Regions from separate parts of the Mus musculus genome. Here all the other regions are linked to region 4. Evidence: chromatin contacts called from public promoter capture Hi-C data. All regions are on one chromosome and are shown on one strand. Each heading gives the region's core, a stretch centred on a gene start, on an enhancer-like site or on the middle of the called end of the contact. The rest is flanking DNA. Distances are from core to core; before and after follow the strand shown. Region 1 holds the start of Rab37 (RAB37, member RAS oncogene family). Region 2 holds the start of Mettl23 (methyltransferase like 23). Region 3 holds the start of Rnf157 (ring finger protein 157). Region 4 holds the start of Smim5 (small integral membrane protein 5).

Region 1 (6,888 bases), core at 1,411-3,910, 750 kb before region 4:
TCTGTCTCAGGACTGCCCTTGAACACACCACAGGATATTACAGCATCTCAGGGGACAAAGCATGGCTCATCCATACTTGACTGCCTGCATGCTGCAGGCCCAGGGAACATAACCCAGAGTTGCTAACAAGCATTGCCCAGAAAAAGGACTGAACTCTCCCCGGTTCTCTGTAAGAATGATTTTATCTCTGTCGTCTCTGGAGGTGCCTGGGTTGCTCCATCCCAAACCCATTCCTCTAAGGCAAGTGTAAGCAAGTATATGTGACCAGTAGCTTAGCTCCAGCTGTAGTGGCAAGCTTAGCTAAACCACTTTGGCTCCCAGACAGTTGCGTGCTTACAAGCAGAGCCTTCTGGATTCGCGAAAAGAACACACACACACGCACACATTAGCTTATTTTTGATATGTCTTGACTAGCTCAAAGGCTGGGCAGTTCTGATCCTCCGCCCAGCTAGCATACATTTCCCTCCGGTACTCCTGACTCAACGCCTTCTGAATCTGGGTTCTCTCTTCGCTGCCCTGTTACCTTCTGGGCCCCTCCCCTAGGGCTGCTTTCCCTTCCCACTTACATTTTGGACGGTTTCTCCTTCTGCAGCTCTAAATCTGACCCATCTCGCTAGATCATCTCCAGTTTTCTCCCTGGCTGCCGGCCCTCACAAATCCCCCAGGTCCCGCCCACCTCAGTTTACCTGCCCAGCCATTGGCTGTAAAGCAATCCTTTAATGCCAATCAAATCCAGCTGGGGGCGGAGACAGAAGGTCTGGGACCTCTGCCTTTGGGAGCCGAATTGAATTGAGACAGCGTTAGAACCAATCCCTAACACCAGCTAAGCCCTAACCTCTGAAGCCTTTGCCTCCTCCCAAAATAATAATGGAGCCAACAACACACACCAAAGTCCCAAACCAAGGGGTCAGTAGTATCCCAGTCGAATTCTCCCTACCGCTTCCCAGCTTCTCTTAGCTCCGGGCATCGTCCCTGTTCCTTGGAGTCATCAAATATTCCTGTCTCTACCTCTGGCTTCACGAGGCTGTCTTCTAGCCATTTGCTTTAAACCTTTCCCCATCACACAGTCACACTGGGTTAGGGGCTTGTCTCAGTTAATTTTCCCGTTGCTGTGATAAAATACCCGGACACAAACAGCGTGTGAAGAAGGGAAGTTTGGTTAGATTCCATCGAGACGGGGGAAGCCCCAGCAGCAGGAGCCTGAGGCAGCTAACCTCAAACAAGCAACAGAGAACAAGAGGTGTGATCTCTTCCTTTTCATGCTGCCCTCCTCTGGAGTGGGTCTTCCCACCTCGGTCAACCTAATTAAGATATTCCCTCACAGCATGACTCTAGGGCCTGCCAAGTTAATGATCAGTATTAACCATCACGGAACCCCTATTCCAGTATGGCCCAGTTCTAACCTACATCTCTAATGTTCCTGTTGCCAAGGAAGGCCACACACATTTTGGGTACCAGTGCCTAGGACTTCAGCATATCTCTTGGGGGACACGATGTACCCCCACAACATTAGTTTTCAGTGGACGGTGAGCAAGGGGCAAGCCACTACCCCTCTCCAATTCCCACCTCGACAAAGTCACCTCCATCCAGGCTCCGGGATCTCCTCTCAGCTGTCATGAAATAGTTCCTGCTGATGTACACAGCCATTTCCCAAGTCATAGTCACCCCAAAGCCAGCCCTCACTGCCCTCACCTAAAAAGTTGAGGGGCCCAACCCCCTTCCTACACCCCGCATCCAGTCCCCGCATCCTGTTCCTTTCTATACAGCGTTGAGATGTTGAAAAGTTGGCCCACAAGCTACTGAACCCTGGTATGTGCAACCCCAGATTCTCCATATCCCCCGTCATCCGGAGCTGCAGGGTTCCTGGGCTGTACTAGAAACAGCTCAAAACGACCCACGACTTCATGAATTCCTGTGGCACCCACTCGGTGGCTAGGCCTAGGCCTTCCCTGAATAATGTTGGCCCTATCTTGTCCCCTTGGAAAGATGGGCTTCAAGAGCTCACCTTCCCGTGGTGGGAGGACATCAGGGGCTTAGACTAACAAATGAGGGAGAAACATGGCAAAGAGCTCCAAGTGTTAGCACCACCCAGGAGCTCCCCAGATGGTCAGTGCGCTCCAAGGTGAGTGTCGGTGAAAAAGTAGGCTCAGATGAGCTGAGGTCTATCAGAACCGCTTGGGTGCTAGTCTCAGAATGCAACTTCCTGTCCAACATTGTTCAGGGACGTCCCCAGCTTCTTGCCTGCAGGTAAGTACCGGACTGTCAACTGGCTGGAGCTCGGGCGCGCCCTGCTGGCCACTGCATTGCCGCAGTAGGAAACCAAGCCCCACACCTTCCGCAGCTAGCTGGGTCTCCCGGGTCCGCAGCCTCGATGGCAATCTAACTTCACCACTGCGACCTTAATGGGCTGGTCCTGTAGCAGGACTCATTCCGTGCTGTAAGAGCACTAAACTAGGCTAATGTCTCTCAGGGGGACTGCCACTCCCTAGGGTGTGCATTCTGCGAGTCTCAGACGTCCTGGCTGGCGTCGTCGAGGGGATGGCGGGACGGAGGGAGGAGTCTATCAGGGTCCGAGCCGGTTGGTGGATGGGGAGGGAGGAGTGGGCGGAGCCTAGGGCAGGGCGGTTCCTCGCTCTCCCTCGCTTGCTTCGAGCCGGGCTCACCTCTGACTGTCCGGGGACATGACTGGCACACCAGGAGCTGCTACCGCTGGGGATGGCGAGGCCCCTGAGCGCTCCCCGCCCTTCAGCCCGAACTACGATCTCACCGGCAAGGTGGGTGGGCTCTGCGCTCAGTGCTGGGGACCCCCCAGGCCGGCACTTAGGGACATCCCTCCCGATGTCCTTTGCCTTAGGACCCTGTCCTTCCCTGTCTACACCCCTCTTCTGGAAGTGTCAGCTGGGTCTCTGGTCTGGGGCATAACCCCTGGGCTCATCCCAGTCTCTAGGGTTCTAGGCTGACCTCGGAGGGCATGGGGTAAGGCAGATCTGAAAGACTAAGACTCCCCCACCCTAGGAACAAAAACCCAGTTCCTTCTGCCACACTTTGGAATACTGGGAGACAGGGACTCTCTGAAGACACAGACAGGGCATCCCCGCCTTCAGAGGCATCTCAAGGTTAATGCCCTTTTTGAGCTAAGCCTCAAAAAGTGACACCTGTCACAGGCGTGCAGTGCTTTGGGTCCCCACTCAGCGGTACATCCCACCCTTCCCCTCCCCACTGCCTCCAGACATAGACTCACAGCTCCTTCCCAACACCCCAGGCTGCATGTAGCCAGCCTACAAGTCCACTTGGGAATTTTCAGAAGCTGAGAAAGAACATGGCAATTAGTGACCATGGCCCACTCTCCCCCTCCCCCCGCCCGGCCCCCCGACGACCTTAAAGGCAACTCTCTGGGGTGCATACATTCTGCAGGAATGCCCTGAATAAAAGGATGTCTGTCACCACCTCTCTTATTGGTGTCCTTGGCTTAAGCAAGTACATGGAACTCTAAAAAGAGATGCTGAGCCAGCCAGCCTCTTGCACTATTTTTCTACAGGGTTTAGGAGAGAGAAGTAAGAGCTATGCCAGGTAGAAGTGATGCCTGGTCTTGAAGGGTACCTGCCTCTTTCAGGGTCTTGGTTCCTCTCAAACACCAGATCTCACTCTCACTAGGAGCTTCACATCTCCACCCCCTAGGGTTTCAGGGGAAGCCAGTCAGCCAGCCTACCCACCCAGAGACGTTGAGATAGGCGTCCTGTGTGGGCTTGTGGCAGGAAATGGGGCTCTAAGTCCTCAGGGGAGGGGAGTTGCTGATGGCCAGCCCCCACCCCCAGGCTGATGGGGATCTCCTGACCTCCTAGCCCTGCAGGACAACTGAGCTGTTTACCTAGGAGGTGGCAAGGCTGAGCAGCTGTTTGTGTTTGGTGGACTTGATGGGCTGGGTGACCGGCTGCATCATTTGCTCAAGGCAGCTGTGATCTGTAAAGTACACAAATACCGGTATTCGCCTGCCTCCCTCCCTCCCTCCCCCTGTATGGCTGGGGCCCCAGAGCCATCAGAGTGCCTGCTGGGAGCACCTGCAAAATAGCTGACCCCCAGCCTGCCAGGCTTGGCCCAGTCCTGAGTCTGTAGCTGTGGGAAAAGAGCATGATGAGAAAAGATCCTTGGAGCACCTTAGGTCTGGGGTCTTGGGCACTCTTCTTAAGTGGTCCCCATCAATCTTGTCGTTAGTCATTGACAAGCTCCAGAAAGGCTGCAAAGGAACGAGCCCCACTCCCCCACCCCACCCCCACTTTCCTCCTACTATGGTGGGCAAGCCGATGAAAATTTCCCCAAAGCACACAGTAGGGTTTTTATAATTCGGGAACTCAGCCTTGCATCCCTTCCTTTCCGACCCACTCTGACATCTCTGCCCCACAATCAACTAATCAGGCCCAAGACCCCATAGCTAAGGAAGAAAAGCTTTTTAGCTTTGTGGCTCCGCTATCAAGTTCAGAGAGCCCTGAGCAATTCCAACCTTATTAGCAGTCTAACCAGACGGCTGGGAACATTCCAGTGTTGAGTCTACACCTCCGTTCTCCAAGATGACTGAGCAGAGAACTCCCTCTACCATACCTGCATGTTCTCCACAGTGACCCAAAGATGCCAGTTCACAGCCATTTGTCCCTCTTGGGAGGTTTCTGCTAAAAACTTCAGACAAGCTGGCTCCCCATCTCAGAATAAATTCCAGTCTTCCCTAATTCCTGCAAGCCTATTATGAGCGTAAGCCCTCATTAGACACTTCCAAATAATTGTCTGACCCAAAAGGAAACTCAAACAATAGTAATTTAAAGAGAGTGTCCTGCCCATCAAGTCTTCTCTTTCTTCTTTTAAAGATGGGGGGGGGGGGCTGGTTATTTAGCCTTAGCTAGTCCTTGAACTCAGAGATCTGCCTGCCTCTGCCTCTCAAATGCTGGGATGAAGGACCCGAACCACCATGTTCCCACCCACCTGTCAAGTCTTGGTAGGCTACGGGAGGAGAGGTCCTTTTCCCTGTGTGGGAGACCCACCCACCTGAGCATACACTCAGCATCAGTAGTCTCTGCACTGGCCAGCAATGGGCAAATATATATCCAAGGTATAGACCAACGGAATGTGAAGTTCTCTGGGGATCTCCAAGTACTTTGGAGGTCTCAGCTCAGCTTCAAGGACATTGACTAGTACAAGAAGCTCAGAGGGAGAACCTCAGAGGCTGAGGCAAGGAGACTGGGGGAGAGAGGCATGGTGATGACAGGGACAGGCTCACTGGAGGCAAGTGTCCCTCTGTCCTGCTGACATCCTTCTCCACCCATCTCTCCTTCTCTGACCCTCTCTGGGGCATCTGAAATCTCAGAAGACCCCTTCTCCCCCCTCCAGTTGCTATTAACTGCCTCTGCCCCCATCTCCTAGGTGATGCTTCTTGGAGACTCGGGCGTCGGCAAAACCTGTTTCCTGATCCAATTCAAAGACGGGGCCTTCCTGTCCGGAACCTTCATAGCCACCGTCGGCATAGACTTCAGGGTGAGGTGGCTGCAGGCTCCTCCTGCAGTGAGCTGGGCTACAGCTCAGGCTCAAGAAGGATGCTCTCTCCTTGTCTGCTTTGAATCCTGAGGGCACCTGGGGCTTACTGCCTGGAAGGCCCCAAAGGCGCTCCCACCAGGACCACAGAGATGGCTAGGTCAAAGGAGTCTGGGTAGGGCTGGCACCTTGCCCACCTTCTTCTCAGCTCTTGGATAATGTCCCCAAAACAAGGTAGCTTCATGGTCTTAAGTCCAGAGAGCCCCTTTCTAGTGGTCATCTGAACTGGGCTCTTCTGTCAAGGTCAGTTTTCAAGAAGCAATTGCCAAGTAGCTGAAGGTCTGGATTCAAAGGCAACAGATCTCAGGGCTGTCTCCCATCCCACTCCCCATCCCCAGGTATCTAAGATCTCTATATCAGTGTGCAAGAGGGACCACTGAGTACTATATATCAAAGGATCCCAGAGGGAAAGGGCCTAGCCCTAGCAGGTGAGCCTACAGAAGCTTCATGCTTCTCCCAGTGAACTGAGTGCTGAGGCTTCATGGAGAGAACTATGGGGAAAGATGGTCAAGCCTCAGAAGGCCTCGGGATGCTAATGGGTGCCTCATCACTAAAGGTGAACCCTGAGAGACAGAGATTGAAGCAGGGAAGGGGCAGAGCCTCGCACACCCTCCCTGTGCTGCCTGCTGAGTCCAACAGAGGACCAGGCAGGTTTGAAGGTTCTCGCTGCCTCGCTAGGTTAGGAGAAGAATGGATGGAGGGATCTTCGAGCAGGTCCCCACTGCTCTGTTGGCTGAAGATGTCTCAGGCTCACCACAATGCCCCACTGACTGGGACAGGAAATTGGCAGAACTCTGGGGGCCAGCCTCCCCTCCCCTCCCATCCCATCCCGACCCTCTGCCCTTTTCTCTTTCAGAATAAAGTGGTGACAGTGGATGGTGCCAGGGTGAAGCTTCAGGTACAAGCAGAAGCTGGGGCGGAGGAGGGGCTCGTGCTTGCTTGCCTCTCAACCTGAACCACAGGCCTGCAGCCCTGGCCTCAGCCTGGGGTAACTTCCTGTGGGGCCCATGAGAGGAAACTGCTTTTCTTTGTTTGATATCTGCAGAAAAAGCAGTTCCCAGGCACCCTTTCTCCTATCAAAGGCGACTCAAAGTACCCTCAGCCCGACTCAGCCTCCCTCGGGCCCCCTCCCTCCCAGTTTTCTGAGTCTCTACTGAGCTAAGGATCCCCAACCCCTAGGCTGGAGAAGAGGAAACAGCAGTAAATAGGCTTAGGATCCCAGAAAGGCGATTTAAGAGGTCGTCAGATGCTGGGGAGCCTTGAGAACTGTGAGAAACCCAAAGAAGGAAACGGCTCCCCCCCGGCCCCCCT
Region 2 (6,577 bases), core at 2,513-5,012, 940 kb after region 4:
AGAGTCAGGGGAATAGCAGCCACCACCCTTGCTGGCCTCTCAGCAGGGAGGCAGCGCACTGAGCAAGCCAGAATCCCTCTCTTACCCCGAGAGCTGGTCCCTCCAGGTCAGGGTTGGGACACAGTGGCACGGGGTGGCTGGGGGTGGCTTGCACTGCCGCTGCCCGTGCTGTATCTGTTCTGTGGATAAACAGAGGAGCTAAGTCTCCAGGCCAGTTGCCTCACATGAACTGAAGGTACTAAGTTCAAATGAATGCTTCCAGGGAAAATAAAAACCTCAACAAAGGCTTTTGTTGTTGTTGTTGTTTTGGCTAGTGCTAGCTTTTATGTTTAAAAATAACAAACAAACGAATAAGAATAAAAAGAATAAGAAAAAAGAAGAAAACAGCACGAAAACAAAATAAGAAACAATCCCAATCGTGACCATGTCTTGACTGTGATGTTGGCCACACATGCAGAGCCAGCCGCACGTACCCAAGCACGATGCCACCTGGAGGCTAGCAGACCCCCTGCCGACTAGCTCTGACCTGGGCCCTTTCTACCCACAGGTCGGTAAGGCCCGGCTGTCCCCACACACAACATGGCAGCAGGGACCGCTTCCCTTTTCCTCTTTGGGGAAAAAGCTGGAACAAAGCAGAGGGAATAAACGGTTTCTCACCTATACCACTTCCTTGATAACTTTGGTCTCCCTCTTACCGTCTTGTGCCACACAACAGGGAAGTTGGTGCTGCTGGCAAAGTTCTGGGTGATGGCAATGGTGGTGTCAAGGTTGAGGACAACATGCCACCAGCCCCCTGAAATCCAACAAATGAAGAATTCAGTGACGATCAGCCCTGCAGATGCAGACACCCTGGGGGCCAACTCAGCACAGGCCGGCCTGTGCTCTCTCTCCACTGGGAATGGGCCCTGGAAGGCAGAGCCGAGCGAGCAATGGTGACACAGACTGTCTGCCTCCTGGGAAGCCAGCTGTGACCAACACTGCAAAAGCAAAGGTTCTAGGAGGACCCCTAGCCTTGAAACTCTCACTGCTGAAACTGCATCTATCCAGTTCTGCACTCACTCCAGCAAAAAGCCAGGGAAAGCAGGCAGAACCTGGCCTACTACTGGACACAGGCATGTGGGACATGGAGGTGCTCTCTCTCCCTTTGGACTTGAGTCCCTAACTCTGTCGCCACAGGAGGGAGTGCACACACCCAACAGATAAAAAGGGCCCTTCTGTCTCATTCTATGATTCTACTCCAAAATGGCAATACAGGACAAGTCCGGACCAGTCGGAGCTGGGACGAACAGGTATAGTTTCTTCTAGCTCATCTATACCTGGTACAAAGACAGTTTCTCCTGGTTTCTGTAATATCTCCAGGGGTTTGAATTCAGGTGGCCAGGTTGGAAGCTGTGTCCGGGGATAGATGACATTAAACCAGGTAATTGCTTCATCCTGTTGGTTCCCTCCTTCTTCTCGGGTCACCTTGATGAGTTCTCTGGGTGTGTTTGTTGGGAAGAGGCACCACCGCTTGTGACCCTGAACTAAGGCATTCCAGGCACTGGTCCCCAGAGGGTCGATGTGAATCCCAGTTCCAGAACGCGGTGGCCCCATCACAAACCACCTACAGGATGCAAGCATGAAGCCATGAGAGGTAATCTGAAATGCGTGTGACATAGAAGTCTCTATAATACACAATCATGCATGCTGTCTTCAGAGACTCTACATTCTGATATACAATATTAAGTGAACTATATATGAACTGACGTCTAACAGAAAAAATAATGGACTGATGCAAATTACTGCTGGACTTTTATTGATCCACTAGGTGTGGTAGCCCAAGCTCTTAATACCAACATCCTGGAGACAGACACAGATGGATCTTAATTTCAAAGCCTACCAGTGCTACACAGAGACCCCTATCTCAAAACACCCAAACCAAGCCTGGTGCAATATTGAACATCTTTAATGTCTAGCACTTAGAAGGCAGATCTCTGTGAGTTTAAGGTCAACCTGGTAACACAGTGAGTTACAAAGAGTCAGTATAAGAAACCACACTTGTAAAAATAGAAATAAAACTTCCTTGATAAAGCAATGGTTGCACTAAAATGACCTGGGGCTGGGCAGAGACGGCTCAGGTTAGAAGCACTCAATTCCTCAAAGCACCAAGGTTCAATTCTTAGCACCTCACATGATCCCAATGGCTCACAACTATCCATAATTGCAGCTCCTGAGGTTCTGACCTCAACCAACAGGCAGAGACTGGTAAAACATATACATGCATGAAGTTTTATTTAAAAAAAAAAAAATGCCCTGGAGGAATCCAGATGCCTCCCCACCCCCCCACCCCCATGGAATCCTTCTTCCGAAGTAGGACTATAAACAGGTCAATGTGTAGGGAAGACTTTCATTGCTTTTACAAGGTTAGACAGAGTTCTGCTAACAGGCTTGCGGATTTGTGTGTGTTTATCCAGAGACAGGGTTTCTTTGTGTAGCCCTTGCTGTCCTGGAACTCATTCTGTAGCCCAGGCTGGCCTTACAAAAATACCACTGCCTGTCACTGTCCATGGTTTTTGAAAACTTAACGTGAAATAATTTACCTGTAAGGGGGTCTGCGTTTCTCCCCCGCGTATTGGAAAAGATCATCTGTGAAAAACTTGGGCACCTTGTAGTCTTCCAAAAGTTTCCTTCTTTTGGGGTGTTCGCCATAGCTGCTATCGAAGATGTAAAGGGGACTGTCATCGCGGGTGCTCTCCATGTACTCGATGTAGTACTTCATCTTCATCTTAACCGAGTAGCCGTCATTATCCTCGCCGCACTTGAACTTCTGGTTCCGGTATTTCCTTTTGAGGCGCTCCAGAGTCCATTTCTCCTGTGCGGACCAGCCCTCTTGTGCATTGAGCAGAACCACGGGCTTGTAAGGCCTCTCGTAGCGCTCCACGAACTCTTTCACCGACAGCTGTAAGGCATCAGCTCTCTCCACGTTATCCTGCGGGAACAACAAAAGACCTGTCCCGTTAGGACACTGGAACAAGTCCAGTGGCGGATAAAGGTGTCCCACAGGGCCAATTAGCAAAGACACCCGTGAGCAATGGCACACACGAGCAAGGAACGAGCGAGCCTCTGCTCCTCCAGGGGGCCGGAGGGACGGAAGGAGGCCCACGTGCGTGCGGGCGAGCACGTCGCACCCGGAGCCACCCCTTCACGGGAGGGAGGGGCCCGAAGCTCCCACGACCGAGCGAGTTTTGACAGCCGGGCTGCGGGGCCCCATCGGGGGACCAGCGGCCCTCGGAAGGCGGGCAGCCGTCGTGTGGGGTCCCGCGCCCCGCTCACCGGCACGGCCGCGGGGTTCAGCGGGTAGCTCTCGTAGTAGTTGTGCCGGGTCCAGTCGAGCGAGTCCTTGAGCTCCGGCCGCGCACTTCGCTTGGCCTCGCGGATGCGCTTCTTGCTCTTGTGGTTCATCGTGAGCCGCTCGCCGTCCGGTTCCGCCCCGACCCCGACGCGGCTCGCGTTTCCTGCCACCAAACGCGCCCTCCCTCCCTGGCTGGCGCGGCCCCGAGACGCCCTTCGCTCCGGCCCGGCGCCTTTAAAGTCGCCTTCCAGAAGATTCACTCCTCAGCCGCCACCGGAGCTTTGGGTTGGGCGAACAGCGGCCTTCCTCCCCGCCCCACCGCCTCATGCGGTCCGCCATTGGCCTCAGCGACCTGCCAGACCCGCCTTCATGCACGCCAATTGGGCGCCATGTTGGGAAGGTCGCGTCGCCGACGCCCTGCCCCTCCCTGCTTTGGCCTACGCAACACTTCCGTCTGCGCGTCGCTTCCCTGCGGTCTCCTTCCGGCCGGGCCCGCTGCGGCCTCCGGCTTCCTGTGTTTGCCATGGACAGTGTCCGGCCCCGCGCTCCTTGGGCACCGCCTCCTGACCCGGCGTCCCTGGACTCCCCTACGTGCGAGCCCGGCCTCATGGCCGGGACCCAGCTCTTTCGGTTCCGGGAGGAGCCAGTTCCCGGAGGCAATCGGGCGGTGCTGGAGGTCCGCGTCCCGCAGGTGCGTGCGGCGGCACCCACGTGGGAGCCCCCTGTTTGGAGCGGGAGTGGGTTGTCCTTCAGTTCTCGGCTTCGTTCATTAGCACCAGGTCTGGTGTGAAGCCCGGTGAGGGGTTAAGTGCGCTCCAGTGACACATTTAGGGACAGTGCCAGGAAGTTCACTGAATTCCACCAGGAAAGTGGCTGTCTTGTCCTGTGATGCTAACTTTGTACTCTTTTGAAAGCATCTGTCAGTATATCTAACACGGCCTGCCCCCCTCCCCACCAAACCTCCGGGTACTCTTGATTGAACCTCTGCCTGTTAGGCAAGTGCTCCGCCACTGAGTGGTAGCCCTAACTCTCTGTTTTATTTCTGAGCTCAGGCAGGCTTTGAATTTGAACCCCCGTTTCCCGCTTCTTAGGGTTAGGAGTGTGCGCCACCATGCTGGCTTAAACAGTGCCGGGGCTCGAATCCAAGATCCATACACGATAGATGATAGTTGTGCTTTTGAGTTTATCCCAAACCCCGTAATCTTTGCTGTTTAAATTTTGGGACCAGGGATTCCTGTCTCCAACACCCCAATAAAATTTTATACATCGGCACTGGCTTGTTCCCTCCGAGCTCATAGCTACTCTAAAACTGACTAACTCTTCCCAGGTAGTCGGGTTTTACAAAGGATTTTCGTGTTGTAATGTAGGCAGCTGGACCATAGGTAGGTAGGTGTCCCTGGCAATAGTAAGGGGAGCAGAAGGTATAGCCTTCTGCTATACAATGCTGCCACCTGTAGCAGTCCTCGTTTGTTTGTTTTTTTTCCCAGACTTCTACACAAGTGAAGCAGAGATTTTGTTTTGAGACAGGGTCTCTCTATGTATCCCTGGTTATTGTGGAACACATTCTGTGAACCAGTCTGGACTCAGGGTTCACCGTGCCTCTGCCTTTGGAGTGTTGGGATTAAAGGTGTATTCCTCCGCCCTCCCAGCAGCCTCTAACATTAGAGAAGAGATTCTTGGCTGTGTACTACAGAGAAATATTTCAGGACAAATAAGCGTGAAGCAGAGTTGGAAGATACTAATAACCTGGATCTTTTTAAGTTTGGGCATTAATAGACAACTAGGAAAAGGACAAGAAGGCATGGGGTACAGACTTCATAAGTCAGAATACTGCACTTGAGTGTCTTAATAGCCATATGAATGATTTGGTAACATCTGGAGTTAAATTGTTTAAGGAATTTTTTTGTTTGTTTGTCTTGTTTTGTTTTTCGAGACAGGGTTTCTCTGTATAGTCCTGGCTGTCCTGGAACTCACTTTGTAGACCAGGCTGGCCTCGAACTCAGAAATCCACCTGCCTCTGCCTCTGCCTCCCGAGTGCTGGGATTAAAGGCGTGCGCCACCACGCCCGGCTGTTTCAGGAATTTCTAAGAAACTTGTTTTAGTAAATAAAACCATAGAACATTCTGGTTTGAAATATGTCAATATAAAGAACTCTGCTCCTCTGTAGACAAATGTCACGGTGAATTTTGTTAGTTGTACTAAAATTTGATCCTCACTTGGTGAGAGACTAGTCTTAGGGATGAGATCTTGACTTTCCCATGTCCTCCTTGTTTTTAGTTTGTCCTTTCTCAGCAGGTCAGTGTTACAGGGGAAAACACATAAGAGGCAGACCAAAACAACTTGTTTCTGTAGCTTCCAAATGTCTTCATGTCAAAAACTCTTGAATTTCCTTCCAAATTTAGGGAGTAAAGACACTCAATATGAGTAAAGAACCCCGGGGTTTTTATACACAAATCTGCATTTCTTCTAGAAACATCCTTCTCTGGGCCTTTATTGTACTCAAAGCCTAATCCATTGTGTTATAGACATATGTTAAGTCAGGGTCTCATGCTTAGGTACTGATATTTGTTTTTTGAGACTGGATTTCATTATGGAGTTCTGGCTGGCCTGCCCACTTGTGCCTTTCAAGTGTATTAAAGCCATGCACCACCATCCCCTGCTTTATTTTTTTATTTACAGATTAATTTTTTGCTGGAATTGATGGCCCATGCCCTTAATCCCTCCTTTAATCCCAGCATTCAAAAGGCAGAGGCAAGAGGATCACTGGAGTTTGAGGCCAACATAGTCTGCACAGTCACAACACAGTGACTTCCTCTCGAAAATGAAGAGTGGGAAGCTTTGAACTGCTGAATCTTCCATCTGGTCTGTATTTTTGCCCCGGGACTTCATTTACATCAAGTGCATAAGTACAGTAAACAAAACAATGTTTCTCTGGCTTTTTCCATCATTCATTTTCTAGTGTTCTTCATTCTTCTTGCCTCCACCCCTCAGTATTACGTTCCCTCTCTGCTCCCCAAATAAAGTTTATTTTTATGTTTCTTGTTCTTTTTTGAATCAAAGTCTATGCAATCCTGGCTGACTGAACTCATGGAGATCTACCTAGCTCAGCCTCTCAAGTGTTGAGATTAAAGGGGAGTATCACTGCATAGGCTTTTTATGCTTATAGGTATTTTGCCTGTATGTATGTATGTCTGAGCACCACCTATGTGTGTCCTCAGAGGCCAAAAAGGGCTATTAGGTCACTTG
Region 3 (6,318 bases), core at 3,737-6,236, 510 kb after region 4:
TGCCCTTGTTGTAATGAAATGATACCATATTGTCTTTTAAAACATCTTTTAAAAAAGATTTAATTTTTAAAGTGTGCGTTTGTGCACCCATGAGCACACAAGCACATGAGTGTACATGCCCAAGGAGTTCAAAAAATGGTGTTAAATTCTCTGGAGCTGAGGTTACAGGTGGTTGTGAGCCACCCTGTGTGGGTGCTAGAAAGTGAATTTGGATCATCGGCAAGAGCAGTCTAAGCTCATAACTGTTAAGCCATCCCTCCAACTTGGTTAAGAACACTTTTAATGAGCCGGGCGTGGTGGTGCATGCCTTTAATCCCAGCACTCGGGAGGCAGAGGCAGGTGGATTTCTGAGTTCGAGGCCAGCCTGGTCTACAAAGTGAGTTCCAGGACAGCCTGGGCAACACAGAGAAACCCTGTCTCGAAAAACAAAACAAAAAACAAAAACAGAACACTTTTAATAGCACTAAGGGCCCTGTGTATACCGGGCAAGCATTCTACTTCTGAAGCATATTCCCAGCCTTCATATATTGTATTAATTTCTCTATATATACAGCTATTTTTAAGGTTTTGAAAAGCTTTTTAAAATGTATATGAACCTTTTGCTTGCATATGCCACATGCATAAACCACGTGCATACCTGGTGCCTGAGGAGACTGAAGAGGGCACTGGTTGCCCTGGGAATAGGATTAAGAATGGTTGTCATTATATAGGTACCGGGGATTGAACAGGGTCCTCGAAAGAGCATTCAGTGATTACAACTGCTGAGCCATCTTTCACACCCTTCTTACTATTTATTTTAACATCAAGAAGTTTATCGTCAGCTGCGTCCCAGGACAGCCTGGGCTACAGAAGACTCTGTCAAAAAGGTACGGGTAGTGTGTGTGTATGGCTCTGGTTGCATCCTAGTTGGTAGAACGCTAGCTTCTCATCTCTCATATGAATAGAGCCCTGGATTTGCTCTCCTGCCTGTAATCCTAGTACTTGAAGGTGTGCGTTAGTGTGTGAGGAAGGCCAAAGAGTTCAATGGCTTCCTCGGCTAAATGGTAAAGTCAAGGCCAATCAGGGAGACATGAAACCCTGTCTTGGAAAAAAAGAAAAATGATTGCCAAAGGCAGGTCTCCTTTGCTTGCTCCTGGTATCAGCAGGGAAATGGTCAGAATCACACATCCACTATGCTCATTTCCTGTGGAAGTCCTTCATCAGCTGGAGGAAGTTCCTTTCTAGGTCTAATTTGGCAAGTGTTGTTGGTTTCATTTTGTTTATTTTAGTTTGGTGGGTTTTTTTTTTTGGGGGGGGAGGGTGTTTCCAGATAGTTTTTTGTTTTGTTTTGGTTTTTTTGGTTTTTCGAGACAGAGTTTCTCTGTGTAGCCTTGGCTGTCCTGGAACCCAGTCTGTAGACCAGGCTGGCTTCGAACTCAGAAATCTGCCTGCCTCTGCCTCCCAAGTGCTGGGATTAAAGGCGTGATCCACCATGCCAGGCTAGTTTGGTTTTTTGAGACGTGATTTCTCTGGCTAGCTCTGGTTGTCCTAGAGCTCTCTATGTAGACCAGGCTGGCCTCTGCCCTCAGAGTGCTAGAGTTAAAGATTTCTAATCACAGATAAATGGAGGTTCCTACAAATGTGTTGTCTGAATCTACTGATTACAACCATGCAGCTTTGTACTTTATTTACTGATATAATAACAGTAACTGATATCATAGTTTAAATAGAGTTCACGCTAATAGGACAGGGCCTGTGTGACTCTGCATTCTTATAATTGTTCGTGTATACAACTTACCTCTGACACTAAATGATTGGCACTGAACTTTTTGGAAGAAGTTTAATTTAAAAAAAGATTTATTTATTATATATAAGTACACTGTAGCTGTCTTCAGACACACCGGAAAAGGGCATCAGATCCCATTACAGACGGTTGTGAGCCACCATGTGGTTGCTGGGATTTGAACTCAGGACCTCTGGAAGAGCAATCAGTGCTCTTAACCACTGAGACACCTCTCCAACCCGAAGTGTAATTTTTAAATAGTGATTATTTTAAGACTGTATAGTTATTCATTTTTAAATGTATTCCAGCACTCTTGCAACAATTAAAAATTCTAGCTTAGCAAGACTAATTAAACAGCCAAACACTGTATTACACCTGAAATCCTTATCACTTCAGAGCCCAAGGCAGAGATCTCAATAGTTCCTGATAAGATAATAGTAAGATGGTGACTCAAAAAAAAAGGAGAAAGAGAAAGAAAGAAAGAAAGAAAGAAAGAAAGAAAGAAAGAAAGAAAGGAAGGAAGGAAGGAAGGAAGACAGACAAATTAAGAGAGAGATTAAGCCGGGCGTGGTGGCGCACGCCTTTAATCCCAGCACTCAGGAGGCAGAGGCAGGCGGATTTCTCAGTTCGAGGCCAGCCTGGTCTACAAAGTGAGTTCCAGGACAGCCAGGGCTATACAGAGAAACCCTGTCTCAAAAAACCAAAAAAAAAAAAAAAAAAAAAAAAAAAAAAAAAAAAGAGAGAGAGAGAGAGATTAAAAGAGGGAGCCGCTAGTTAAGAGCCCATGCTGCTCTTGCAGAGGACACAAGTAGTTTAGTTGCCAGCTCCCACACTCAGTAGCTCACAATTGCATACATGCCTATAACTGCAGCTCCAAAGAGTCCAATGCCGCTGCAGCCACACACATTCACACATAATTAAAAAAAAATAGATTCTTTTTAAGAGGAAGCTACTATGGTTACATTCTAGATTATCAACTTGCCTAGTTGATAATTTGCAGACATCCTTGGCTACAAAAATCACTCTGAGGCCACCCAGTGCTAAATAAGACCCTGTTTCAAAAACAACACTAAAAAATGAAGAAGTAAAAATGAGTTAAAATTAGGTAAAACATTTCAGAGATTGGCAGAGTGGGGAGCATTTTTGAATTGTTAAATACTAAATGTGTTAGTTAAGAAAGGCTTTGGAGCCAGATGTGGCAGCTCACCTTGTAATCCTCCTGTTTGGAAGGGGAGGCTAAGGCAAGAGGATTAAGTGGAGGAAGGGTAAATATTCTCCTGAGGCAGCGGACTCTCTCACAAACTCCAAGCTCAGCAAAGCATGCTCTATCTTCTGATCGATAAAAGGCTAAGGCACTTAAGAGGAAAAACCCAACTGCTGCTGTGCTTTTTAGTTTTTTTTTTTAGGCAGGGTTTCTCTGTATAACCGCCCTGGCTAGAACTCGGTTTGTAGATCAGGCTGGCCTTGAACTCACAGAGAGATATATACATACTTGCCTCCCAAGTGCTGGGATTAAGGCGTGCACCACCACACCTGGCTTCATATTTGTGTTTTTAAAAGAACAAAATGCTAGTTGGGTATAGTGGCTCACATTTGTAATCCTATGGCTGGGGAGCGGGGCTAGATCAGCCTCCTTTTTGTTGTTGTATTGGTTTTATTTTGTTTGAGACAGTCTCACTGTGTAGCCCAGGCTGACCCCAAATTTAACAATCCTGCCTCAGCCTTCAGGGCACCAAGATGCAATTTTAATAGATAAAAGTAACCATGCGGTCATTATTAGCAAGAGGTTTATTAAAAACACTAACAATCGCTGCTTAATGTCAGACCTCTCTAAAGTGGTTCTCACTCATTTCTGCTAGGACTCATTCTCTGGCACAAAAGCAGCAAGACAGGGAGCTACTGGCACTCACTCCGCAGGGAGGCAGGTTCATTGTCTGGTCCCAGCTTCCACCTGGCAGAAACTGGATGTACTGCTGAGAAATCAGCTCGACTCATTAGCATGTCTTTATTCTACCAAGAGAGAATGGGACCCTGTCCAATTCTGACACCTCACTCACTACTCCCGCATCAAAATCCACACCAGGTCCTCAAGCCAGAGGGAAGGTGGTAGACACGAGTCCCGGGGGTCTTGAGATCAGCAAGCAAAAAAAAATTTTTTTTAGATAAAGGTGATGATAAAGGACATGTAGCTGGGTCACTCGCCAGCAGCTTGAACAGCAGTCCTCACTCAAGTGGACTACTTTCTCATCTGCTGTCAAAACTCTCCTGCAATGCTGATGCTGATGGAGGCATTGACTGTTTCAAGTGACAGTGTACGACAGAAAACACTTTTGCTCTGTCTCCAGCCATCTCCTTGACAGAAACTAGGAAAGGGGCAATCCAAGTGACTCTTGTCAGATTCCTACACATCTCTGTTAACTTAGTTTCTCCCCCAATCCCCGCCCTGATAGTCTCCAGAAAAGCGAAGAACTGCTTAAGCAAGTTCGTCCTCCCGCACTACTCCTCACGCTCGCAGAAACGCACTTCTAGCTGTCCCAAGGGACATGGATGCGACAGCCCGGGGACAACACCTGGCACAGGTGCCTGTCAGGGATGCCTCTCCAACCCGCAGCCGCTGCAACGCCGCATCCCCGGCGGCGCGCGTCCCTGTCGCAGAGCAGATTACCACGGAGGACGCGAGCGGTGACCTCGGTGACCCTGCAGGCACCTGCAGTCCTCCGCGTGGCGTCGCCGAGGCCCGGGATGGGGAGCGCCCCCCGCCCTGCATCCCGAAGACCTCCCCCGCTCCGCGGCCGACTCGGGGCCGCCCGGGCCACCGCGTTGCCCGCCCGCAGCATCCGACGCGCGGCCTCCCCTCCGCCCGGCCCGTGGCGCGCGCCCGGCCCTCACCGGACTTGGGCGGGTAGCGGTACACGGAATTGGACGGGATGTCCACCTCCTCCACGCCCGCGTGCTGCCGGCTCGTCAGGGCCCCCATGGCCGCTGCGATCGCGGCGTCGCCCGGGCTCCGGCGTCCGAGCCTCAGCGCGCCGGCCGGCCGCACGCCCGGTGCGGGGGTCGGCTGCCCGCCGCGGCCCGCTCGGCTGAGGCGCTGCTGCGGCTGAGGCTGCGGGGAGCGGCCCGCACGGCGCGCACCATCCTCCGCCGGGCACCGCGGCGGCGCCTCTGCCTGAGGGGGCTGCGGGGCTGAGCCCGGGGGCGCCGCCGCCGCCTCAGACCGCGTGATGTCAGCGGCGGCTAGCGCGCGGGGGGACCGCGGCGGCCTCAGCCAATGGGACGGCGGGGCGGGAGCGCCCGCGGGCCGGCCAGCCAATAGGAAACGAGCTGCGGTGGGCGCCCGCGGCGCGTGCTTCGCGCGGAGGTTGCGGCGCGGATGCGGCCTGGGGCTCGGCGGCAGCGACGGGCAAGGGTCTGAGTCTCCCGGAGCTGCTCGGCCACGGCGGGTGGAAGAAGCATGGTCCCCGCCGCACCCGAGCGGTGTCCCGGTGGGATTATTGCTCCGGGTGCGCCTCCCCCGTGGCACCGGGGAGGCCTGCCTCGAGCTCGCGCGTCTTTGTCCCTGAATCCCACAGCGAGCCGCCCCGCCCTGGCAGCCAGAGCCCCGCCTCCTCCGCGTCTGTCGAGGTCATAGCCCAGGGGCGAGCATCCACATCCCTCATGCCCCTACCGCCTGAACCCCAAGTGCTCTGCCAACCTCACATCCCAAATGTCACCAAGACTGCATAGGGGATGTTGGGATGGTCAGCTAAGATGTGGCCATCCCTCCGTAAATGCTGTTTGTAACCTCCTTCCTGGGACAGCTCGGGTAGCCTTTAGGGTTTGGATTGGTAGGCATTAACTCAAGATAGTCACTCTGAGCCTGTCCCTTGTGAACTGTTCTCTGGAGACACTGGAAAGAGCCTTGTGTGGCCTATCAGTGAACAGTCCTCGAATCAAAAAGGGAATTTGATAGGGCAGATCTAGGACTTCCCTACACACACACACACACACACACACACACACACACACACACACAGTGGGCAGGCAGAAGACGTCATTGCTCAGTTAATTACAGACATTTATGTATTTGTGGGTATGATGAGGTTTTGGGGATTTTTTTGTTTTGTTTTTGTTTCTCTGGGGGGAGACTGATCAAGGTTCCGAACTGTTTCAGCATGACGTCAACTTTCAACAACATACACAGTAGTTTGGGGTGACTGATTCCCTTCTTTAGGTTTGTAAAACTGTTTTGTAGATCTGTCTGTCTCCTGATCTCTTCTCTTCTCTTCTCTTCTCTTCTCTTCTCTTCTCTTCTCTTCTCTCACCCCCCCGCCCCCCCCCGTGTGTGTGTGTGTGTGTGTGTGTGTGTGTGTGTGTGTGGTTTGCAGGGGTTGGTGTGGTTTAAGTTTTGTTGTTGATGTTAACATTTTATTTGTGTGTTGGCAGGGGGGGGTTCCTCTCCTGTATCGCCAGGTGATTTTAGAGGTCAAAGGACAACTTGCAGAAGTGTTTTCTCTTCAACTGTGTGGATTCTAGGGATATATCTCAGTTCCTCGGCTCCCCCTCCACCTTGAGAC
Region 4 (6,507 bases), core at 2,192-4,691:
TCACACATGGTGTTTTCTCATAGCAATAGTAACCAAATAGAGCCACTGAGCCCCCATCAAGGCCTCTGCCCCCTTTACCTTGCGCAGGCTCATCTGTTTCTGATAGAAAAGATTCCATTCCCGCTTGTGGGCCTCATCTCTGCCCTCATCACCGCTACCTCCAGAACCTTCATCATACCTAAAGGACAGGCTAGGTGAGAGCAGCCATGCAGGGGCTCTGTCCTTCCCGACCTGACGGGACAGTGATGTGCTGGCCCCAGGGAGATCATGTGTCGCACTGCAGGAAGGCCACCTTTGGCCTGGCTAGTACAGTGGAATGACTATGCGTTTGATGGCTTCTTACCTGCTGAAGCCACCATAGCCCCTGCGGCCTCCCTCATACAGCTCAGGATCGAAGCCATTCCCCTGTGAGGGCCCGATGCAGGTCTTGCTCCAGCTGCTGCTGCGCTCCAGGGCATCCAGCTTCTTCGTTATGGCTGCAGGATTCTGGCAGTAGTCACAGCCTTTGGCGCAGGCGGGGGGTGCATCCCCAAAGTACTTAGCAATGGCAGCATGGCGGCACCTAGAACAGGCAGTGAGTGCCGAGGGGCTGAGGGGCTGAGGTGGCTAGTGTTGGCTCATCCTGTCTCCAAGCACTGAGTCACTCACTATCCAGCACCACACTCCATATCTTTCCAAAGCCTTTTTTGGTTTATTTTATGTGTATCAGGAGGTCAGGAGAGTGTCAGATCACCTGGAACTTGTTATGGATGGTTGTGAGCCACCGTGAGGTGCTGAGAACTGAACCCAGGGGCCTCTGTGAATACAGTCTATGCTCTCAACCTCTGAGCATCCCCCAGTCTCTGTCCTGTACCCTTTTATCCACAGGGCGTGGGAAGCATCATCTGGTGCTGCCCATGGCCGAGCCGGGGCCAGGGAGGTGAAGCAGTTTCCCTACAGGTCTGTAACATATGAGCCTCAGTCTGTTTGGTTACCTGTAAGCTCTAGGGCCCTGCTCTTCCCTCTGCCCAGGGACCAGGAATGCCCTGGAGAGTCAGGCTCTGCCACCAAGGCAACATCAGATAGGCATTTTACTGTGAATGCCACAGCCTCTCTACTGCTGTGGGGCAGTGTTACAGTGGAGCACAACGGTGCTCCATCGGGCTGTGAGCACTGATGAGATGTTCTACAAGTGTTCCTCACCGTGGGGAAGGAGGAGAGGACAGGAGAGCCCAGCCTGTCTTTAGTACTTGTTATTTAGAGACAGGGTCTCACTCTGTAGCCAGGGCTGGCCCAGAGCTTACTGAGTACTCATCACAGTAGACTGGGATGGCCTCAGAACTCAGAAAGCCGCCTCTGCAACCATGCCTAGTCTTTTTTTGTTTGTTTTTAAGATAGGGTCTCACTACAGCTCAGGGTGGCCTTGAACTCATGAGCTTCCTGCTTCAGATTCCTGAGTTCTGGGTCTGTAGGCATGAGCTCCCACAAACAGTTTTCATGGGTATCTTGATCTTCCCTGAGGGAATTAGGCTTCCCCTGGCGCCCACCATGAGCTTTTTGCCCTAGGCTGAAGGCTGTACCTAGCATAGCTCCTGGAACAGATGATTCTCAACCTGTGGGTCTCAAGCCTTCTGGTGCTTGAAAGACCGTTCATAGGGTTTACCTAAGACTATCCACCAAAAAACATATATTACAATTTATAACTAGCAAAATTCCAGTAATAAAGAAGGAACAAAAAGGATGTTATGGTTGGGGGTCGCCAGAGCATGAGGAAGGCTGAGAGTCACTGTGCTAGAGGCACACAATGCTGAGAGCGGCCATCATGCCTAGTCACTCGTGAGCCCACTCACCAGGGAGATCCAGCCTCACTAGAGCCTCACTAGAGCCTCCCTCTCAGCCTCTAACTCCAGATGTTCCCCTGCGGATAACCACTTCCTGCCCAAGCTGGTGGCAGGAAGCCCACCTGGTGCAGGAGGCCAGTCTCTTTTCGGATCCCCAGGCTGAGGCCCTGGGAGAGGCCACTGTTCTATCAGGGTCCTTACAGTCATCTCTAGTGCCAGAAATGTGGTACAGGGTTGGGAACCAGAAGAGACAGCGCGAGGCAGGGCAGTTTGAGTGCCCAGGCTTAAGATTAGCCGGCACTAACAGCTTTGGAACAGAGGGTTTTCTTAGTCTGAATACTGCTTGCGGATCTGACCCCACACAGCAGGCTACTGTAAGGAAAGCAAATTGCAATGCCACCTTCTAAAGAAGTAGGGTCCCTCCAGCAAAGTGAAGAACAGCCCTAAAACTGCATAGAAGTGGCAGGAAGACAGCTGAGACAGCCACTGGGGGGCGCTCTTGCAGCCAGCTCCCACTAACACTGAATATACACGACAAATGTTCCCTCTGCCTGTACAGTGGTGGCCTGTCCTGTCTCTGAGAAGCTTTGGCATCTAGGCACTGTGACCATATGGTTGTCTACACCCTGCCCCAAGCCCTGGCTCACTGGGGTTTTGTGCTCAGATTCAAAGGGCTCCATTGACTGCAGAGCTGAGGTCAGTCCTCCCCCTGCAGCCTGGTCTGCTGGTGGCAAGACCGACAAACGTTAATGGGCCAACAGAGCTGTCATGCAGACAGCTGAGCAGAACGAGACCAGCAGTGACCTTTCTCTTAGAAGGACCCAAGGCCCCTCACTAAAACAAGCAGGCTACTTTTCTTTCTTTCTTTTTCTTATTTACTTATTTTTTGTTTTTTTCGAGACAGGGTTTCTCTGTGTAGCCGTGGCTGTACTGGAACTCACTCTGTAGACCAGGCTAGCCTCGAACTCAGAAATTTACCTGCCTCTGCCTCCCAAGTGCTGGAATTAAAGGTGTGCACTACCATGGCCGGCGCAGACTACTTTTAGAGTATCTAGGATCCTCATCTTCCCCCCAGATGCCCCTGGGTAGATGGCAGAGTACCACACCAGAGGGCTGCTTGAAAGCTTGCTGACGTGCTTGGGTGATCCTGTAGCCCGGTTTTCTTTCTGGCAGAGGGCAGAGAGAGCAGCCAGAGTGTGGCCCAAGAGACAGACCAGGGTGGTCAGGGACACAAGCCAAAAAGGCCATCCAGAGGGTGCTGGGGCACCCAAGAGCGAGTCACTCCACCCTCTTCCTCTGGCAACCTCAGACGGAGCCCCCCGGGGTTATTTCCACAGGGAACCACAGCCAACCACTTCTGTCATTAGCCCAACCCCAGCCCTCCGCCTACAGCCTACAGCCTACAGCCTGGCTCAAAGGCAGGAGGAGGGCAGAACAGGAGGAAGAATAAGAGAGGGAGCCGTCTGGGGATCCAGAGAGCAGAGTGGACCTCTAGGCAGGGAAAGGCATAGGGCGTGAAGGGCAAGTCAAGCTCAGGGGAGGACTCCCTGGGCTCCTCCTCACAACTGTAATTTGACACCTAGATCTCCAGGACAACCAACAACAAAAAAGCTGAAGCGATGAGGCGCTGAAGCTGGACAGCAGCTGGCTGTCAGCAACCGGGAGCTAGCACCAGGAGGTGCCCGAGTGAGAAGCAGCCGCCTAGGCAGGAAAGTGGCAGCGCTGGTGAAGAAGTCAAAGGTGGTGGCCAAAGGACTTCCAGGAGGTACATAGAGGCTCTGTACTGGGACACCTCTTCGAGGCTCCCCACTATCTGAGCTCCCAGGTAAGAGACACTGGCTAGAGGTGACAGGATCGGGAAAGGAGGGCAGCCAGGGTCTCGTATCTCTGGCGAGGAGTCACAGCTTAGCATGAGCTCGGAGAGGAACGTCTTGGGGGATATATTAGGCCACTCTCCTATGGGAATTTAGTCACCTCCTCTGTGTGTATACCTGAGTGCTCTTCCCCTGGGACCTGGTACTAGAGAAGGGGGATGTACTGCTACTCGGTGTGTGGCACAGGGGCTGGGGGCTGCTGGACACATCCATTTAAACCTTTTCTATTCAGTGAGTTTAGGATATGGCCCCCAATCTTGCTGAGCCTCCATTTCCGAAAGGATTAGGGCTGAGCCCTCCCTGGTTCTCAAGAAGGCTCAGGACAAGGTGTGCCCAGCCTGCTGAATGGCCTCTGGCCCCAGGAGCTGGTAGAGCCAGCAGCAGAACTGCCTACTTGGATGCTGGACAAGAGCAGCAGCTTTCCTGTCTTTTGGAGTTCTGACCTGCTCACCGCTGTGTGCTTCCGGCTCAGGATCATCCTAGGGAGGAGTCTCTGCACCCACTTAGATTACCAGGACCCCTGATCCTCCTTTGGCAATGATCTCTGAAAACTGAGCCAGGGATATGCACCCTAATTCAAACCCCAAGTTTGGAAAGGAGTTTGTGACTACATGAATGAGTTTGGAAAAGACCCCAGAGTCTCTTCCACACTAACTACTGTAATGGTTGCCCCCAGACAGCTCTTCTCTTCAGTCCTTGTGCAGGGCAAGCACAACCTTCTTGGGCAGGGCCTCACGAGAGGAGGCTGCTAAGCCCTTCTGCCTCCTGTCCTCACACTGGGGTTCAAGTCCCCGTGAGACGTCCCTTCCAAAGCAAACACACTGTTATCCAGTAAGAAAGAAAAACATCATTCAGTTTTGGAAACCAAGGGGAGGGCCGAGAGTCTCTTTGGCTCAGCAGAGGGGGTGCACTCTGGTTTGTGTGGGACTGGGAAGCTAACTCCTGTGGTAATACTAACAAGTGTGCAACAGAGGGACTGCACTGCAGCTGAGCCACATCTGGGACACACAGGCTCCAGCAGTCCCTGAGCTCAGAGGGAGGCCCAGCTTCTATGGCTGCAGGAGAGGAGCTCGCTTAGTTTCTATTGGCCACCAGAGCAGGAAGTTCTCTCCATTGTCTAGAAAACTTGGGGACCAGGGCAGCAGAACCACCAAGGCTTCAAGCACCCACTTTTGACTCCAAACCGGAGCCCCAGCACTGATGGAGTTGCTCAAACACTCAACAGGCACAGTGGGCATCTCTGCCCTGCTGGTTAGGCTCTGACCTCTCAGGTCTCTCACATCTGTTGGTTATGTCTCATTCGAGATGCTCCTCAACGGACAAAAGGGGCTGAGAGCCCCCATGACTCTTATCAGGCACAGACACGCTGCTTGCCCTCATCCGTGTGGGGAGCTGGAGTTGGATGATCAAGTAGACAAGGAGGAAGTAGAGAAACTGTGGGACCAAGCTTCTGCTGTCTGGCCTACAGGACACTTACTATATAGCAAGAACCTCCATGTCCCATGCCACACCCAGGAACACTAATCGGTCCCCCAGCTCGGCCAGTTTCCTTCTCTGTTGTGCTAGCTCTCTGATCACTGCCTGTGGAGCATCCACAGAAGGTTCCAAATCTGCTGCACAAGCGGCCTGGGCACCAGTGGGCCTCAGTGGCAGCCAAGCCTGTTCTCCCTCCTGGACCAGAGAAAGCTACCATTTGTTCTACCAAACATAGCATTAAGAGAGACTCTAGTTCCCCCAGGTTTGGGGCATAAAGTCTGGTTTAGAAGTAATTGGACAAACCTGGGACTGATCGTTTTGGAAACACAAAATTACCAGTAGCTTTGCTTGGCTTCACCCAAACCTAGGGTGTATCCAGTCAATGGGGCCCAGCTCCAGGGCTCCCTCTCCCCCTGACCACGGCTGGGGAGCAAGGTTATATTGGGCACCGAGTGTCTGTTGGCTCTGCTTTAAATAGCCCACTGGGAAGATGCCTGGAGACCTGCTGGAATGTGCCTCTTTCCTCTTTGGAGAACAAGACCCCTTTGCTCCCCCCTCTGAGATGTGCTTGTTATGTTGGGTCAGAGCTTAAAATAACAAAACACTAACTGCCAAGCAAAGAGGGTTCCTCTTCAGCCCTTTGAGGGCAGAGAGCCATACTCTGCAGCCCCGTTTCTGCTGGTAACACAGACAAGAGCTAACGCCCCAGGTCACATCCCAAGGCTGGCATAGGTGGCCACGTTCCACCGAGCTTCCAGTGGGGATGACTATAGAAGCCCTGGGCACAAAGTTATGAGGCTGCTCACAATAGGTGGTCCACGTTCTTACAGAGAAGAGCTCAGGTGCCCGGGGCACAGGTCTGCAGTTCTCCAACTCCACAAGCCATGCATAATGCAGAGAGGAGTGGGGAAAGGCACAAGGGAAAACACGAGAGAAGCTGGGAGTAACTGACCAACAAAGCCTGACTGCCCTGCATAGCAGGCCCAGCCCCAGCCTCCTGCCTTCTTCCTGCTCTGGGAATTGACACTGCTAGACCCTTCAGCTAGGCCTAGGGTCCCAACCCCACCAACCCTGACAGAGCTGGTGCTTCTTCCCCCCCTAACCGCCATTTCTCTTTAGGTCTTAGGGTGTGGCACACAAGTGAGAAAGCTCTCCTGACCACCAACTCCTGCCTGCTTCTGCTTTTAAGGAGTGTCTCCATTGGGCTTGTGAGGCAATGTGGGCACAGTGCCAGTCAGACTGAACAAGCCAGACCAAACATAGATGAAGAGGGAGGGTAAGAAACAACAGCCCTGGTTCTGAACCTTATGCACACTATTTCTGGGGGGGGGGGGGGG

What was found. Promoter capture Hi-C pulls out the DNA fragments that hold promoters and counts their contacts.
Region 1: a promoter capture Hi-C map of pre-B cells shows a contact between it and region 4, with 2.9 times the contacts expected there. The contact joins the promoter of Rab37 here to the promoter of Smim5 in region 4. A contact is called at or near these places in 1 of 39 promoter capture datasets (pre-B cells) and 1 of 115 datasets of contacts at active chromatin or transcription factors (pancreatic cancer cells).
Region 2: a contact with region 4 is called in a promoter capture Hi-C map of pre-B cells, with 3 times the contacts expected there. The contact joins the promoter of Mettl23 here to the promoter of Smim5 in region 4. A contact is called at or near these places in 3 of 39 promoter capture datasets (the HPC-7 cell line, hematopoietic stem and progenitor cells and pre-B cells).
Region 3: a contact with region 4 is called in a promoter capture Hi-C map of pre-B cells, with 2.2 times the contacts expected there. The contact joins the promoter of Rnf157 here to the promoter of Smim5 in region 4. A contact is called at or near these places in 1 of 39 promoter capture datasets (pre-B cells), 1 of 484 Hi-C or Micro-C datasets (embryonic stem cells) and 1 of 115 datasets of contacts at active chromatin or transcription factors (pancreatic cancer cells).

The regions. Positions count from the first base shown.
Region 1 is chr11:115,151,518-115,158,405 of GRCm38.p6, forward strand. Rab37 (RAB37, member RAS oncogene family) reads left to right here and starts at 2,661. Exons shown (of 9, transcript NM_021411.4): 1 at 2,661-2,774; 2 at 5,410-5,520; 3 at 6,434-6,475. The coding sequence starts at 2,682.
Region 2 is chr11:116,839,753-116,846,329 of GRCm38.p6, forward strand. Mettl23 (methyltransferase like 23) reads left to right here and starts at 3,763. Exons shown (of 5, transcript NM_028865.3): 1 at 3,763-4,022. The coding sequence starts at 3,855. It overlaps Jmjd6 (jumonji domain containing 6), which reads right to left and starts at 3,697. Exons shown (of 6, transcript NM_033398.3): 1 at 3,313-3,697; 2 at 2,580-2,968; 3 at 1,317-1,603; 4 at 658-793. The coding sequence starts at 3,441.
Region 3 is chr11:116,408,046-116,414,363 of GRCm38.p6, forward strand. It overlaps Rnf157 (ring finger protein 157), which reads right to left and starts at 4,987. Exons shown (of 19, transcript NM_027258.1): 1 at 4,652-4,987. The coding sequence starts at 4,739.
Region 4 is chr11:115,896,698-115,903,204 of GRCm38.p6, forward strand. It overlaps Smim5 (small integral membrane protein 5), which reads left to right and starts at 3,442. Exons shown (of 3, transcript NM_183259.3): 1 at 3,442-3,645. Recql5 (RecQ protein-like 5) reads right to left here. Exons shown (of 19, transcript NM_130454.2): 8 at 344-562; 9 at 79-178.